Linked DNA regions of Anas platyrhynchos: region 1 is linked to region 2. The links are chromatin contacts, called in public Hi-C maps. All regions are on one chromosome and are shown on one strand. Each heading gives the region's core, a stretch centred on a gene start, on an enhancer-like site or on the middle of the called end of the contact. The rest is flanking DNA. Distances are from core to core; before and after follow the strand shown.

Region 1 (7,155 bases), core at 3,857-6,356, 170 kb before region 2:
GCTTCTAGTTCTTTCCTGCAGGGGGAAAGCATTTCCCCTTCGCCATGCCAAGCTCACTTTCCCTGGGCTGTTCCTCGCTCCCTGGGGAGCACTGAGGACCTCAGCCCCAATTCCTCGCCCTGGCTGGTGGGCTCCAAAGCCTGGTAGAACCTCGTGGGTCATGATTTGGGCTTTGAGACACCCCCATCTGCCAGTGACCAGCCTGTCCTGCCCCTGTTCCTCCAACACCCAACACCTCTGTGCTGCAGGATTGTGCCCAGGCGGGGAATTGGAAATGTGGCCATCCTCCTCAGGCGAGTTGGGAAAGCCCAGCTCACTGCAGAAAGTGACCCTCCCATGCTTTTCTGCAGGACAGAAGGAAAGTGGCTGTGCCTTTCTTACTGGTCTGGCTCGGTGGTGTCCTTACCAAAAGGCACCTGGGGAGCAGGGGACAGGAGATGAGCAGGGAGCACGGGGGGAGTTTTGCTGCTTGTTGCCCAAAGCCCCATCCAGCCTGGCCCTGAACACCTCCAGGGATGGGGCACCCACAGCTTCTCTGTGCCACCCTCTGAGTGAAGGATTTCTCCCCCCTAAGGTGGCTGGGGACAGGGGACAACTCGTCATTGCCCCCACCAAGCACCCCGTGTGAGAGGTGCTTCGTGGGGGGGGAAGGGTGGCCTCCCAGCTGGCTTTCTTCATGGGGAAAGGCAACTTTTTGTGCTCATCAGGGCCTGATCAGGTGAAGTCAGCAACATTTGGCAAACCCCTCCTTCGTCCTCAAGCTGTCAGCAGAGGGATTTGGATCCAAGGGGCACGGTCGCTGCTCCCAGCAGAGAGGCAGCCGCCTGCCTTGCATCCAGACCTACCTCTGCATCTAGCAGGCAAACACAACCCAAGCTGGGCAGACGTGGGGCTGTTAAAAGGGTCTGAACACGCTCGGATTGCAGCCGTGACGAACCCTAACCAGCACAGGTCGTTTTTCTTCTCTGCTGCATGTCTGAGCAGGCCATGGGAAATCTGCCTGAAACACCCAGTAATTGTTACAGAACAAGCAACATCCTGCTGCAGACCATGGCTTCAGATCATTCTTATCTGGGCATGATTTATGGCTTGTGAGCTTTACTCTGTCCTAGGAAATGTATGGCTTTAACAAAATAAAAGTTACTTTTCCAAAGGAGGGCTGGTATCACGTTTCTGTCCCAGCTGCAAACAAGATAATGCAGCCCAGCGAGCTCCGGCTAATCAGGGAAGTAAGAGCAGCATAGTCGCTCTTTGTTAAGGCCTGACACCTGATATTAATGGCCCTTTTCTGCTTTGAAAACACCTTTGCATTTTCAAAAGCGCATTTATTAGAGTACGCAGGTAGGAGCTGGGGGTTGCAGCAGACACGTTTCGCTCCCTATGTGCCAAAGGAGGTGTGTGCTCAGACAGCCTGGGTGAGGTGGGGCAGGACGGGAGCAGGGAAGGAGGTTTCTGTGTGCAGGAACGGGGGCAGGATCTGCGTGGAGAGCGGCTCCCTGAGCCCACGTTGGCTGGGGCTTGAGGCAGAAGAGGAAAAGGGGGAGACCGGTCCTCAGTGGCTGCACCCGGGCAGGTCACCTTGGCTGCTTTGCGGCTGGCAGGGAGAAATTCACTCTTGTGGGATGCTGCTGGATACAAGCAGATGTTTAGAAGAAGACCTGTTACCCCTAGGAGCAGCTGCTCTCCTCCACCAACTACAAACCACCAGGGGTGAGTAAGGTGCGGGCACCTCTCAGCACATGGGAGGGGAGCCCTCAGCCACGGGTGACCCAGCAGGGGAAGGGCTGCCCCTCCTTATCTTTATGGGATGATTACGGGCTGGGAGTCACCCACAGGATGGGGAAGGTGATATGTACTGATCTCCCCTCAACCAGCCCACCCAGCCCTTCAGCACAGGAGCTTCTGCGCACATCGAGGCATCCCTTATCGCAGTTATCTTCCCTCTGGGGTTGGGCCCAGAGAAACCAGCCGTGCCCTACAAGCACAGCAGCCCCGGCAGCACCACTCACAGCCCCCAGCCCCGGGCTCAGGTCCTCCCAATCCCTTTTTGGTGCCATTTTACGTTTTGGAGCTGCTCCTCTCTGCAGACAGGGGCTGCTGCATCTGAGCAGGGAGCCGAGCCCTGCTCGTTCCCGAGTCCTCCCTCCAGCTTAGGCAGCGCCAGCAGATGAGGAAGGTATCAGGAAATACCTACACGAGCAACTTGCTTAGCCAGGAAGGATTTCCTGGCAGCACAAAACTCAAGGTGTGCCTGCGGTGTGCGTGACCGCGATACCCTGCGGGGGCACGTCCTCATTTCTCCCCTCCGCACAGCCTTGAACCCGCTTCGATTCGGGAACGTGCCTCGCACCGGGTGACATCTGCCGTTGATTTCAGCAGAAGCGGCGTTTTCCAGCCAAGCAGAAAGGCCTGCGGGTTCCCCAGTGGTGTTAGCATTGCAGCCGGCTGGAAGATCTCCAGGGAAATAGATTGTCAGAGAGGGATGATTTATCAAACAGGATTATTTTTTTTTTTAATTTTCACAGCAATTTGTCTTTTCTAGTGGAAAAGGCGTTTCAGGTCCAGCTTGGAAGAAGGACCAGAAACATCCAAGAGCAGTGCACGGTGTGGATTTGAGGTGTAGACGTGGATGTTCAGCACTTTCTCCTGCCTAAAGGCAAGCCCGGCACGTGAACAGGGCTGTTTCCATCCCAGAGCGGTGCCCGCCTTACCTTCTGTCTCATTTTCTTCCACTTTTAAGTGTGAAAAAAAGAATGTTTTCCTTCCAAAAGTACTGAAATTGTGACCATTTGCTGCGGGCTGTGAAGCTCAGTTTGGGGCTGGTGGCTGAGGGGACTTGGCCGAACCATGGAGACCTTTGAGGTGCCCCTTGCTGCAGACCCCACAGGGTACAGGAGGGAAGGTCACGTTGGCCTGGCTTGTGTGAGTCGGGATGTGTCTGAGAACCTGGTGGCTGTCCTTTATTTCCCTCAGTATTCGAAGTTTTTCTCTTTCCCCATCAGCTGTGGGCAGCTGCAGACGCTGGGCACTGAGCTTGGCACCCCGGGGCATGGCAGTGGGGTTCTGCTCCTCCATGGCAGTGGTAATTTGCACCCAGGTCTATTAATTAGAGCTGGTAGGGATTTCTCTGCCTGAGCTTCTTCTGTTCTTACAGAAAAGCCCCTTTCTGCAAAAATTACGCCTTTCTTGCTTTGTTTTTCTTTTTCAGTATATATACATAAAACAACGGGGTTTAGTTTAAATCTAATAAAAATGTTTTCAATGGATTTTTTCAACATCACTGTGCTGTATTGATCCTCCCCCTCTACTCTGCCCTGGTCAGGCCTTCCCTGGAGTGCTGTGTCCAGTTCTGGGCTCCCCGGTACAAAAAAGACAGGGAAAGAGTCCAGCAGAGGGCCACAAAGATGATACGGGGCCTGGAGCAGCTTCCCTGTGAGGAGAGGCTGAGAGACCTGGGGCTGGTCAGCCTGGAGAAGATAAGGCTGAGAGGGGATCTCATCAACGTGTATAAATACCTGAGGTGTGGGGGACAGAGGGGTTTGGCCAACCTCTTTTCAGCGGTTTCTGGGGACAGGACAAGGGGCAGTGGCCACAAGATGGAGCCCAGGCAGTTCTGCACCAACATGCAAAGAATTTCTTCACAGTGAGGGTGACGGAGCACCGGGACAGGCTGCCCAGGGAGGCTGTGGGGTCTCCTTCTGTGGAGAGATTCAAGGCCTGTCTGGACGCCTCCCTGGGCAGCCTGCTCTGAGGAACCTGCGTTGGCAGGGGGGGTGGACCCGATGAGCTCTGGAGGCCCCTTCCGACCCCTTCAGTTCTGTGGTTCTGTATTGCAGGTGTGAGCAGTTTAATCTTCTGTGAGGTGAGCGATGCAGCCCAACCACATTTCCCATGACGTGCGGGGTGCAGGAGGATCGGGCTCCCCCAGGTGATTCAGCGCAGAGCTCACCCTCTGCTGGAGGCTCCCAGGTCGCCGAGGAGCCACGAGAGATTAGTCAGGTCATGTAGCAAGGCAAATTACACGTCTGCGCTCAGACAGTGTAAAGTCCCCAGCCCAGCTCTTCTGCTGGAGGTTTTGGTGCGTCATGAGAGGCACCAGGCCCTGAGGACAGCGTGGCACAGGTGGCCAGGGCTGGAGCTGGCCCTTTTCTACGGGGTCACTCCTTGCGACAGAAACTGGGGAACAAATGGTCAAATCAAAACCCGATGACTACTAAAACACTTCAGTTTCAGCTAAAATTATTTTTATTTTATATTTTTTATTTTATTTTATTTTATTTTATTTTATTTTATTTTATTTTATTTTATTTTATTTTATTTTATTTTATTTTATATTTTATATTATTTTATTTTATATTTTATTTTATTTTATTTTACTTTACTTTATTTTATTTTAATTTTCTACTCGCCACCCCAGCCGGGAAGGGACGGAGGGCTTTTTCCCTTTTGGAGCAGCAGCTTCCTGCAGGTCAGGGATGTCCAAGCTTTGCTCGGGAGGCCTGATGAAAGCCAGAGCACAAAAAGCACACACATGCAGCTTTTAGCTATGCAGGAAATACATATATCCTGTGATTTTCTTATTTTATACATTGAAAAGCACAAAACCAGGCGTATTTACACGAGCTAGTTATGGTGATGGATGAGGCCATTTATAACACCCCCAATCCTGCCTTGCGTCTGTAAGGCCCCCGCTCTGCTCTCCAAGCACCTCACCAGGTTGCTCAGCCACGATCAAATTAAAAGTTGTTGGGGGGAATAAATAAACGAGCGTGCTCACACCTGGCCTTCCAGTTGGGCTGCTTTGGGTTGCATTTTGAAGTCAAGTCACGGGCTGGTGGCTGCACCTCAGCCCATTAGCTGCCCTACAAAGGGGCCGGGGCTGGTCACCAGTTCCTCCCAGTGCCTCGGAGCGAAGAACCCAAGGCTGTGCTGGGAGGAGGCCTAGGAAACCCCAGTAAAAGCTGAAATTGAGCCCATCCAATCTTACGGATGTGACCTGGCTGCAAACTGCCAGCAGGGCAGGCGAGGTGATGCTTCCCCTCTGCTCGGCACCAGTGAGGCCTCACCTCGAGTCCCGTGTTGGTTCTGGCATTCCCAGTACAAGGGAGGCCTGGACGTACTGGTGAGCGCCCAGCAGAGGGCCACCGAGGTGACAAAGGGCCTGGAGCACCTCTGCTGCGAGGAGAGGCTGAGAGAGCTGGGGCTGCTCAGGATGGAGAAGAGGAGGCTCAGGGGGATCTCAGCAGTGTCTGTGAACACCTGAAGGGAGGGAGCACAGGGGATGGGGCCGGGCTCTTGTCAGTGGTGCCCAGTGCCAGGACAGGAGGCTATGGGCACAAACTGGAGTACAGGAGGCTCCCTCTGTGGATCCATGCCCAGCACCGTGTCCAGGAGGTTTCGAACACCTGCAGGGAGACCCCACAGCGATAAACCAGAGATACACAAAAAGCTCCACAGCTTGCATTAAGCAGTTTTGTCTTTCTGAAAGGGCGATCAGCATCTCACCCAGGAAAACCCCTTGGTGGCCCTTCAGCTGCCTGTACCCATGTTCGTGGCAGGACTTGGCTGGTGGGAGGGTGAAATAGTGCTGTAATTCGGCTGCAGCGTGAGCTCTGCATTGCTGTCACCCTCAGCACCCACAATACTGTCAATTGCCCCAGCCTTGATCACTGACAACAACATATTAAAAGGACATCATCTTCAGCAAATGCCAAAGATTTTTCAGGACCTGTGCTTGCAATACAGACCTGGACTAAAGACCAGCACAAGTGCACAGATGAGAAGGACGCTTCAGGACCAGAGCTCTTCCCAAAACACAGTTGCACGTGGTAAATAATGGACCCAACACAAGCCATGTTTTATCAGTTTTATTTAACCAATGAAATTCCTACTGATAACAATGAAAGTAATTTCAGCAAGTATAAATGCGATACAGTTTTAAACAAACCCCATTGTTCCGTACCTATAAATAGATTTTTCAAAACCTCATAAAAAGTGCAGATTTATGAATTGCTGTTAAAATGTTAATACACAATTCCTTTGTTTAAAAATGCGTTTTTTTGTCTCTTAACTCACAAAAAAAAAAAAAAAAAGTTCCTTCTGCATCTGTTCAGATAAATTCAAGTCGGGTAACTTAAAAACTAGGAAAGGAAAAAAAAGTCACACACAAAATGAAAAGATCCATCCCACTAGGTCAGTCTGTTCTCTGCAAAAAAAAATTAAAAAAATAAAAAAAAATACCAATCAACCATCAACAGAAAAAAAAAAAATGGTGAAAGCTGCTGTGGACACCCACAGGTAACTCCTAGCAGCTGCCTTGCTGCAGGCAAACCTCCTGCGAAAGCACGGACCCTGCGAGCTGTCCCAAGGCGGTGGCCCAAGGGACACCACGGGCGAGCTGTCCCTGTGCCACCCTCACCTGGCAGCGAGTAGAGCTGCAGGGGACGGTGTGAGGGAGCAGCAGGATCGGAGCTGTGCCTCCTCCTCCGTCCCAAAATGCCCCTGCAGCAAAGGGGACAAAGGTGGCGGTGGCCAGGCCGCACCGGGCCGTGGTCCCATTTATTCCCTCTCCAGAGGGTGAGAGCTGCAAGCCTGGGGCAGTGGGCACGTCCCGACAGGAGGCTCAGACCCACGACCGTCTTTGGAGAAGCCTAAAAACGAGCCAGGCTTCGTGGACGTCAAATCAGGCTGATTTGGGTACGGGAGGGAGGCCTGGAAGCCACAGGCTGCTGACACACCGCATCCACCATCCACAGCCTGTCCCTCCTCACGGCAAGGCTCGGGTGAAGCTGGTGTCTCTGCGTGTACACCCGTGTGTGTGTGTGTGTGTGGGAGGGCAGCACGCCCACACGGAGCCGAGGAGGTCACAACATTTCACACCAGGGCCCGGGCTGGAGGTGGACGTGTCAGGGCCGCCCGTGCCGCCAGCCCTCCTCCCCGTACCTACAGTGGTATTTCATCTACAGCAGGGGCTGTTCAGCAAGAGCGGTTTAAAGTGGCTAGGTTTATCAAGTTTGCTACTTTACGAATTAAAAACAAAACCAAAAAAAAAAAAAAGGAAAAATAAAACAAAAAAAAACCCAACAACTATAAATACAAAGACTCTCACTCACCAGACGCTTGCAGCCTGTGTGAATCATAAACTGCATCAATATT
Region 2 (7,045 bases), core at 1,327-3,826:
TAAAATCAATCAGTTCCAAAATAATGCTTTTCTTATTGCATGATCTGTGATTTTGATGTATAAGCAAAGTTTAAATTAACACGAGGCCTGATTAGAAAGCAACAAAAAACAAATTTCTCTAAAAATACAGTACTTAGGACTTCAAAAAAAAAAAAAGACAGGGTATATGTACTAAATGCTCTGTTGTCAAAACCAAGGTGTTCAAAGAGCATACACTGTCATGTTACATACTGACATTTCACATAAGACACCACTTAAAACATACATATTTATTAAAAGATATATGACTTAGGATAAAGGGAAAACACCACAAAAACTATATGTAGTCTTAACATCATACAACCTTCACCTCAAACTTATTTAGAATGCTGTTACTAACCATAAAAAATAATGGAAAAGGACTTTAAGGTTTTGGATAGCGAGATAACCATACTTCCCTATTTTCAAACAGACTTATTCAAATCATAAAAAAAATTATGCCATGCTGTAAAAGAATGATATCATGCTGGCAACAGATTAACGGGAAACAAATAGATGGGAAGTTACAGCTCCCTGCTCTGTTTACTTAACATTTGTTTCCAAAAATAGCTTATAGAAATGCTTCTTCAAGCAAAACAATTTATTTTCCAAGCTCAGCAAACTATCTTGGTGATTACATAACAATCATCTACTTTCAGTTAAAGTATTTCACTATGCAACGCTGCTTAACAGGTGAATTTTTATTTTATTATTTAGTTCTATTAAATTGAACCCAGTGAATAAAAAGCTGAAAACATCAAAAGATTGCTTAGCCTTTTTTTTTTTTTTCTCATAACAGAGTCATGTATTTTAATAGTTCAAGTGAAGAAAAATATGTTTACTCACTTAAGTTTCAAGATCACAGAATCACAGAATGGTTGGGGTTGGAAGGGACCTCTGGGTCCATCTGGTCCAAGCCCTGCCCAAGCAGGGACTCCCAGAGCAGGCTGCCCAGCACCACGTCCAGGTGGCTTTTGAAGATCTCCAAGGAGGAGACTCCACAACCTCTCTGGGCAGCCTGTGCCAGGGCTCAGCTACTGTTGGCTCACATTCAACTTGATGTCCACCAGGACCCCCAGGTCCATTTCTGCAGAGCTGCTTTCCAGCTGGATAGCCCCCAGCATGTCCCAGTGCCTGGGGTTGTTCCTCCCCAGGGGCAGGATCTGCACCTCTCCTTGCTGAACCTCATGCGATTCTTGTCAGCCCACCTCTCGAGGCCCCTCTGGATGGCAGCACGACCCTGTGACACATCAGCCACTCTTCCAAGTTCTGTGTCATCTGCAGACACATATCCCTTGATCTTCCTCCTTAAGATGTGCTGTTACTGCTTGTAGAAGATATAATTACAATGCAAAGAATGCCAATAAAACGTACAAATTAAAACATGTTTTCTTGTACTAGAGTTAGGTCTTTGTGAACCCAAGACATCTTGCCTTTAAACAATGAGCAGATGAGCAGACATCTCTCACTAGAAAGCTACAAGATTTTAAATATGTATACCTACTGATTCAAACAGGGGAAAATGCATATCAGGAGTGTGTGTCAGACTCCAATAAAGAGGAAAATAGTGTGCTTTAAACCCTATTTTTCCAAGTAAAAAGTCTATTCTTTTCACCTTTGTATTGCTTACTGCGGTATGAGTAAATCATTTACATTATTAATCCGTGGTTCAGATGCTAGATCCGCTGACTAACGCTATGGATTTATCACTCATCTATATTGACTGAGTAAGACTTCAACATATTCTTCCTGATGTACAAAACACGGGTGCTTCTTTCTTAAGGTAAATCAATCTGAGAAATCACTATATAGTATCATATATATATATAAAACTATGTTAAATATACTGAATATCACTGATTATTTTTCCAAAATATATTTCATATTTTCTAACATATATTCCAAAGTACAACCACTTCAGTAGTTAGGATATTCCCATTTTAGCTTTAGCATTCTGTTTGAACTGGAAGAGCTACCCGTTGCGAGTGCCAGATTGTGTGCTAAAAGCATTTACAGCTGAACTCTGCTGAGAAACTGTGTGGTTTAAGCAGCATCTAGTGGTTAATCTGATGTAGGCAGTCATTCCTATTTAGCTCTAGCTTCAGTTAGTAAACTTAGAATGTAGGAAGAAAGGTGTTTCATTCCGTCAGACTTTTGATAAACAAGATCTGAAGTTGGGTTTGTTTTAAAATTAAAATCCTTGGATATAATTACTTTTAATGTAAAACACGAGGAAAAGGACTATTCATCACACCCTAAGAAACTGGAGCAGAGTTATTAGAGGAAGAAAGATTGAATGATCTTTAACCCAGGAGCACTCAAATTAAATTTCAGCCGAATCTTGCAAGGCAATTTATTTTATTCTATTTCTGAAGCAAGATGACTTCATGCTATTCCAGGAAGACTAAGAACGAGTACTCACAACCTTTGGTGGATGTTATTGTTGTATGATATAAAGGCATCTTGCACCAAGATAACTTTGATGAATGATGCACAGCCTGAGTCAGACAAGTCACTGGCAAGCAACTTCTTGCAGATCCCAAAGGAATTACTGAAATTACCGTTCCCAGCTGCATTTGGTAATGTGTTGTGCAACTATGGCACTGTCCAGGTTGTAGGAGAGCTATTAGTGCTGCTTCAGTGCACTCAGCTAGATTAACACATCAGACTTTCAGCGGTGAAAGAAAATGCCTCACTTTTACCTTCACATCCAACAAGCAGAATAATCTCTACCTGAAAAAAGACATTTTTCTGGCAGTAAACATTTTTTGTTTTTAGTTGATAGTAAATTTTCATAAGTTGAATTTTAATCAATGTAGGCATATACTATTTTCAACAGCAGACCATGACTGAACAAACACATTCCAGGAAATAATTTTATCATTTATGCAGTGGAATTTTGAGCATACAAACATGAGGGGAAATTAACACATACAATTCTGCAAAATCTGCAGCAGTATGCAAAGAATTGTCTAAGAAAGTTTAAAAAGTTTCTTAAGAAACATTTGTAAATACAACTTGCTCCCAAAACTTCCCTAAAAGGGAAAGGACTTGACTGGATATACGTGATGAAGGACAAGCTGTGAATGTACTTATCTTTTGTTGAAATAAGGCAAAACATGTATCTGTTGATTCAAATAAGGGAAAACATTTCCAGGACTTCAGCATCCAGTTCCAGATAATGTGCTATGAGTTACTACTGAAAGAGGGGTTACATCTGGAGCTAAAAAATCAGCTCAGGCTGCAAACTGTAATACCTGTAAAAGCCACAGCAGGAATGCGTCAAATTCCTGTGACCCAACCCAAAGTACAATCACCTTGGCAGCTCTGACCTCTTTGTTGGTCCAATTGACTTTTCTTTTTCCACAAGCCTTCTGTAATCAAAAATGTGTCACTATAAAAGCAGTCTTCTGCTTATGCCTCTAAAACCAACCTTTAGCACCCGAAGATGATGCAGGTTTATCTTCAGCCATTAGTATTCTTCAGAGGTTGGAAGGCTTCTTTTCCAATTGCAAATTTAGGAACTTGATAGGCACTCTAAAAGTAAGAAAACCTTAACAGAAGGAAAATCTACACTCCAAACAAACAAACAAACAAAACCACAAATCCCTACTTTCACCTGGCTTGTTCAGCACATCAGCATCCTTGGTACTTAAACTCCATTCAGTCAAAATGCAGAATTCCCTTTACCCAGCAGAAGGAGAAATAGAGACAAGGAATTCCCAGAGTAAGAAGGTCAGTTAGAGCAGTGCCAGCACACTGAAATGAAAGTTTTCACAGGGAAACCTGCAAATCCAGACGTGCTTTCTGTTTGGGTTAAAGCAAGAGAAAACATCAATGATTCATTTGCTGTTTACATCCAAGGATGATTTCTGTCTAATGTGTAAGATCAGACGGACAAAATGGGTTCAAGTTGTATGTTGAATCTTCTACCATGACCCAGCTGTGGTAAACGTGTACAATGCTCTGTTACAGTTTTACTTTTTTTTTATCTAGGCCTAAACAGTATGACTTACTTCTTATAAGATGTATTTTACATTGCACATCTTCATATTTTCAAGCTCTTTACTCTGCTTGCTTCTTGAATTTGTTCTCTACTATTGTGAAAAGAAAAACAAACCAAAAACCCTCCCGTAGACAATGCTGCATTTTACCTTAAAGGATTGCCATTTCTGTATACTTAGATACCTGTGGCTTGAAGAAAACTTCCTTGTGATTCAGCACATCACCTGAATGAGTAACACACCTCAGAGATTTCTTTCTGTTAGCTTTTATCACCCTGCTCCATTCCTCAGGAACATGTCAAACATCTGTCTTCTACCCCAACAATCCCCTTGGCCTGGTTCCCCCTACTACTTCTGTGTGATTCAGCACACATCATTTTATTTATCAGTACCTCTTCCATGTGGAAAGCAACAGGAATCGCACATAACATGAGAAAACTTATTTTCTATTGCAATATTTTCAACTGAAAGAAGATTAGCAACTCATTTGAAGCAACAAAACATTGCATGAACAGCTTTTACTCCATTTCAAAAAGTTTAAGATTACAGCTTGAAACCATAAACTTAAGTGCTTTCAAATAGATCAGCGTGGATTTAGAGCTTCTAACACTACTGAAGACCATCAAGAATAGTTTAAGTGCTTACACACAGGTGACATCAATTTTAAATAAAACTTCTTAAAGAAATTTGCTTCTAATGATGCAAATCTCTTCTAGGGAGGCAGTCTGTTGAATAGCCAGTTACACAAGTTTAGCATGGGTTACATGGAAACTACATCTAAACTAGATACCACACATGGCTTTGCTTGGTTGTCAGCTTTAAAAATAAATGGCTTCACCAAATCCACTGCAAATTTGCATTAAGATCTGGCTAAGAACAATTCAATATTATAACAGCATATTATTCATTATTATATCTAATATAAAATCCACACTGCTGTAAGAGCAGGGCTCTGAAACCCAAATATTCCCCCCTTGTAGGTAACTGTGTTGACCAGAAAGCTACAGATTCTTATTTCTTGTTTTGACTTTTTTTTCCCCTGTTCTGAACTTTTAATTCTTAAATGGGAAGCATTCTGCTAGATTTTGGGAAGAGGAACTGATGTCTGAGAAAAATACAAAAAAAAACTATGAACTACAGCACAAAAGCTTTAAACACCAGGACCACTGTGACTTAGAGTACAGTGTATGGGCGGCCAACTTCTCCCTAAACAAAGAAAATGGACACAGAAATTGTAAGCTTCACTTCCAGTCTCAATCACCTCCCTATACACAACATATGTAGGAAGAACAATCTTGTAGGTAACTGACCAACAGTTCAGGTACTTCTAAATACAAGTGCTGATGCTTATCTTCCCTCCTCATTTGAAGCGCATAAAAAGCTTGATAAAGACTATTAAATCACTATTTCACTGGAATCACAATTTCACTGGATGTCTGTTAAAGCTTTTTTTTTTCCTACACTGAATTTTTTTCTTTCTTCTCAACAACAGGTTTCTACATATTATGAACCCGCTGTAGAAAAACAGAATTTTTCTTAAGAAATTAATTTGAAATTCTAATTTGTAATAATTTGTAAACAGCTCAAGGTGCATAATCTTCCCTAAGTATCAAATGCAAATGTTAAATTCTGTCTTTTTTTTGTGCCACAGTCTTAATTATTGACATACCGTGAAGGACTAACATGAAATACGAATTTATGAATGATTTTAGAAGGAGAGATTAATGTTTTGACAAGATTTTATTGTGAAACATCGGATTTAGAAAAGGTACAAAATGTCAACAGTCAGATGTGTGCCAGTACAGTATTTCAATAGTCTATACAAGTGGACAGCTGAAGAGCCTCACTGCAGAACGCGTATTTAGACATCCTAGCTAAAAGGGGGCCGCAATATTCACAGGCTTAAAATACATAAATAACTTGAGCCAAAATGGCCATTACTGGTCAACGCTAATCAACATCTGGAAACAGGCTAAAAAGCACAATACGTTACAACAACCTCCTTGCAGATCCACGTTTAAAGAACATCAGTTTATTAGGTCAATAACCTACAGCTCCAGGACACCATTTTCAAGATCGGAATTCAGCTGGCTAGTTTAGAACTTTAAAAAATTCAAGTTTAAAAATGAGGTTACGGAACAAAAAGAGCAGGTATTTAATTAGAACCAAATACTGTGAAGCCCCTAAAAGTTTTTGTTTTTGTCTGGGATTATAAAATCAATTACTTCTTACACAGAATTTCAGTTTGTTCCTTTAAAGTGTCCTTACTGCAGCTTGAACAGGTATCAAGAAGTTATTCTAATTTAAATATTTCAATTTGCTATGCAGTTTCATGTTTTAAAACCAATTTCACCAAACGCGGGTTGCCATTCACGTGGAAAAAAATAGTATCAAAATACTACTCTGAATTAACGAAAGTCATACATTTGTATATTAAAACCCAAAAAAGACTAGCATCCCAAAAGGATAGCAGCTTTCTCTAGCCTAGTTTAGAAATTTTAAAGAAGGAGAATTTATAAACATACGAAGTTGACTGTAGTGTATAAAAATACACGTAAACCATACGAAACAAGCTAGCATGATTTTTCAAATCATTCGCTAGCCTGTCACTGCTGGAACTTGTTTGAACTACTGAAAAGGCGTTCACAGTTGAGTTCATAGGTGGACAGCCAAGTAACTTTAGATTTCAGTTCTTTTATTAAAAGGCGCATAGCTTACTCTACAGTTAAACTTACTGAGCTACCAGTCAGTACCCAGAGCTGAACTAAACCTTTTACTCATGTAAGTCTACTTCACTTTACGCTGAGTTGTAACTCACCTCCCTGAACAGAGACCTTGGGGTATACACTAGGTTATGGTTAATAGAAATTTCTAAACATGACTGATGTCCATTAGGAGCAGAGTTAAAACTAAACTGATGTAATTTAGAATCAAAATCTACCCAAAAACGTTAAAACACCCTCCCTCTGACAACATACCCACTCTCCATTTCAAGATCATTAGTTCTGGCTACTCTTTTCACG

Evidence for each region. A called contact is a pair of places that touch in the nucleus more often than the background predicts.
Region 1: a contact with region 2 is called in a Hi-C map of subcutaneous adipose tissue, with 4 times the contacts expected there. The contact joins two enhancer-like sites. A contact is called at or near these places in 3 of 8 Hi-C or Micro-C datasets (F1 follicle, skeletal muscle and subcutaneous adipose tissue).

What each region holds. Positions count from the first base shown.
Region 1 is chr1:195,824,677-195,831,831 of IASCAAS_PekinDuck_T2T, reverse strand. SESN3 (sestrin 3) reads right to left here. Exons shown (of 9, transcript XM_072032770.1): 9 at 5,853-7,155. It overlaps ENDOD1 (endonuclease domain containing 1), which reads left to right. Exons shown (of 2, transcript XM_005012846.6): 2 at 1-1,156. Among named protein-coding and RNA genes, the nearest start is that of ENDOD1, 11 kb to the left of the region's middle. Within about 2 kb of position 5,106, at least 1 of the 8 cell types and tissues checked has an H3K27ac peak or open chromatin away from gene starts, as enhancers often do.
Region 2 is chr1:195,653,197-195,660,241 of IASCAAS_PekinDuck_T2T, reverse strand. It overlaps FAM76B (family with sequence similarity 76 member B), which reads right to left. Exons shown (of 10, transcript XM_027467682.3): 10 at 5,744-7,045. Among named protein-coding and RNA genes, the nearest start is that of FAM76B, 15 kb to the right of the region's middle. Within about 2 kb of position 2,576, at least 2 of the 8 cell types and tissues checked have an H3K27ac peak or open chromatin away from gene starts, as enhancers often do.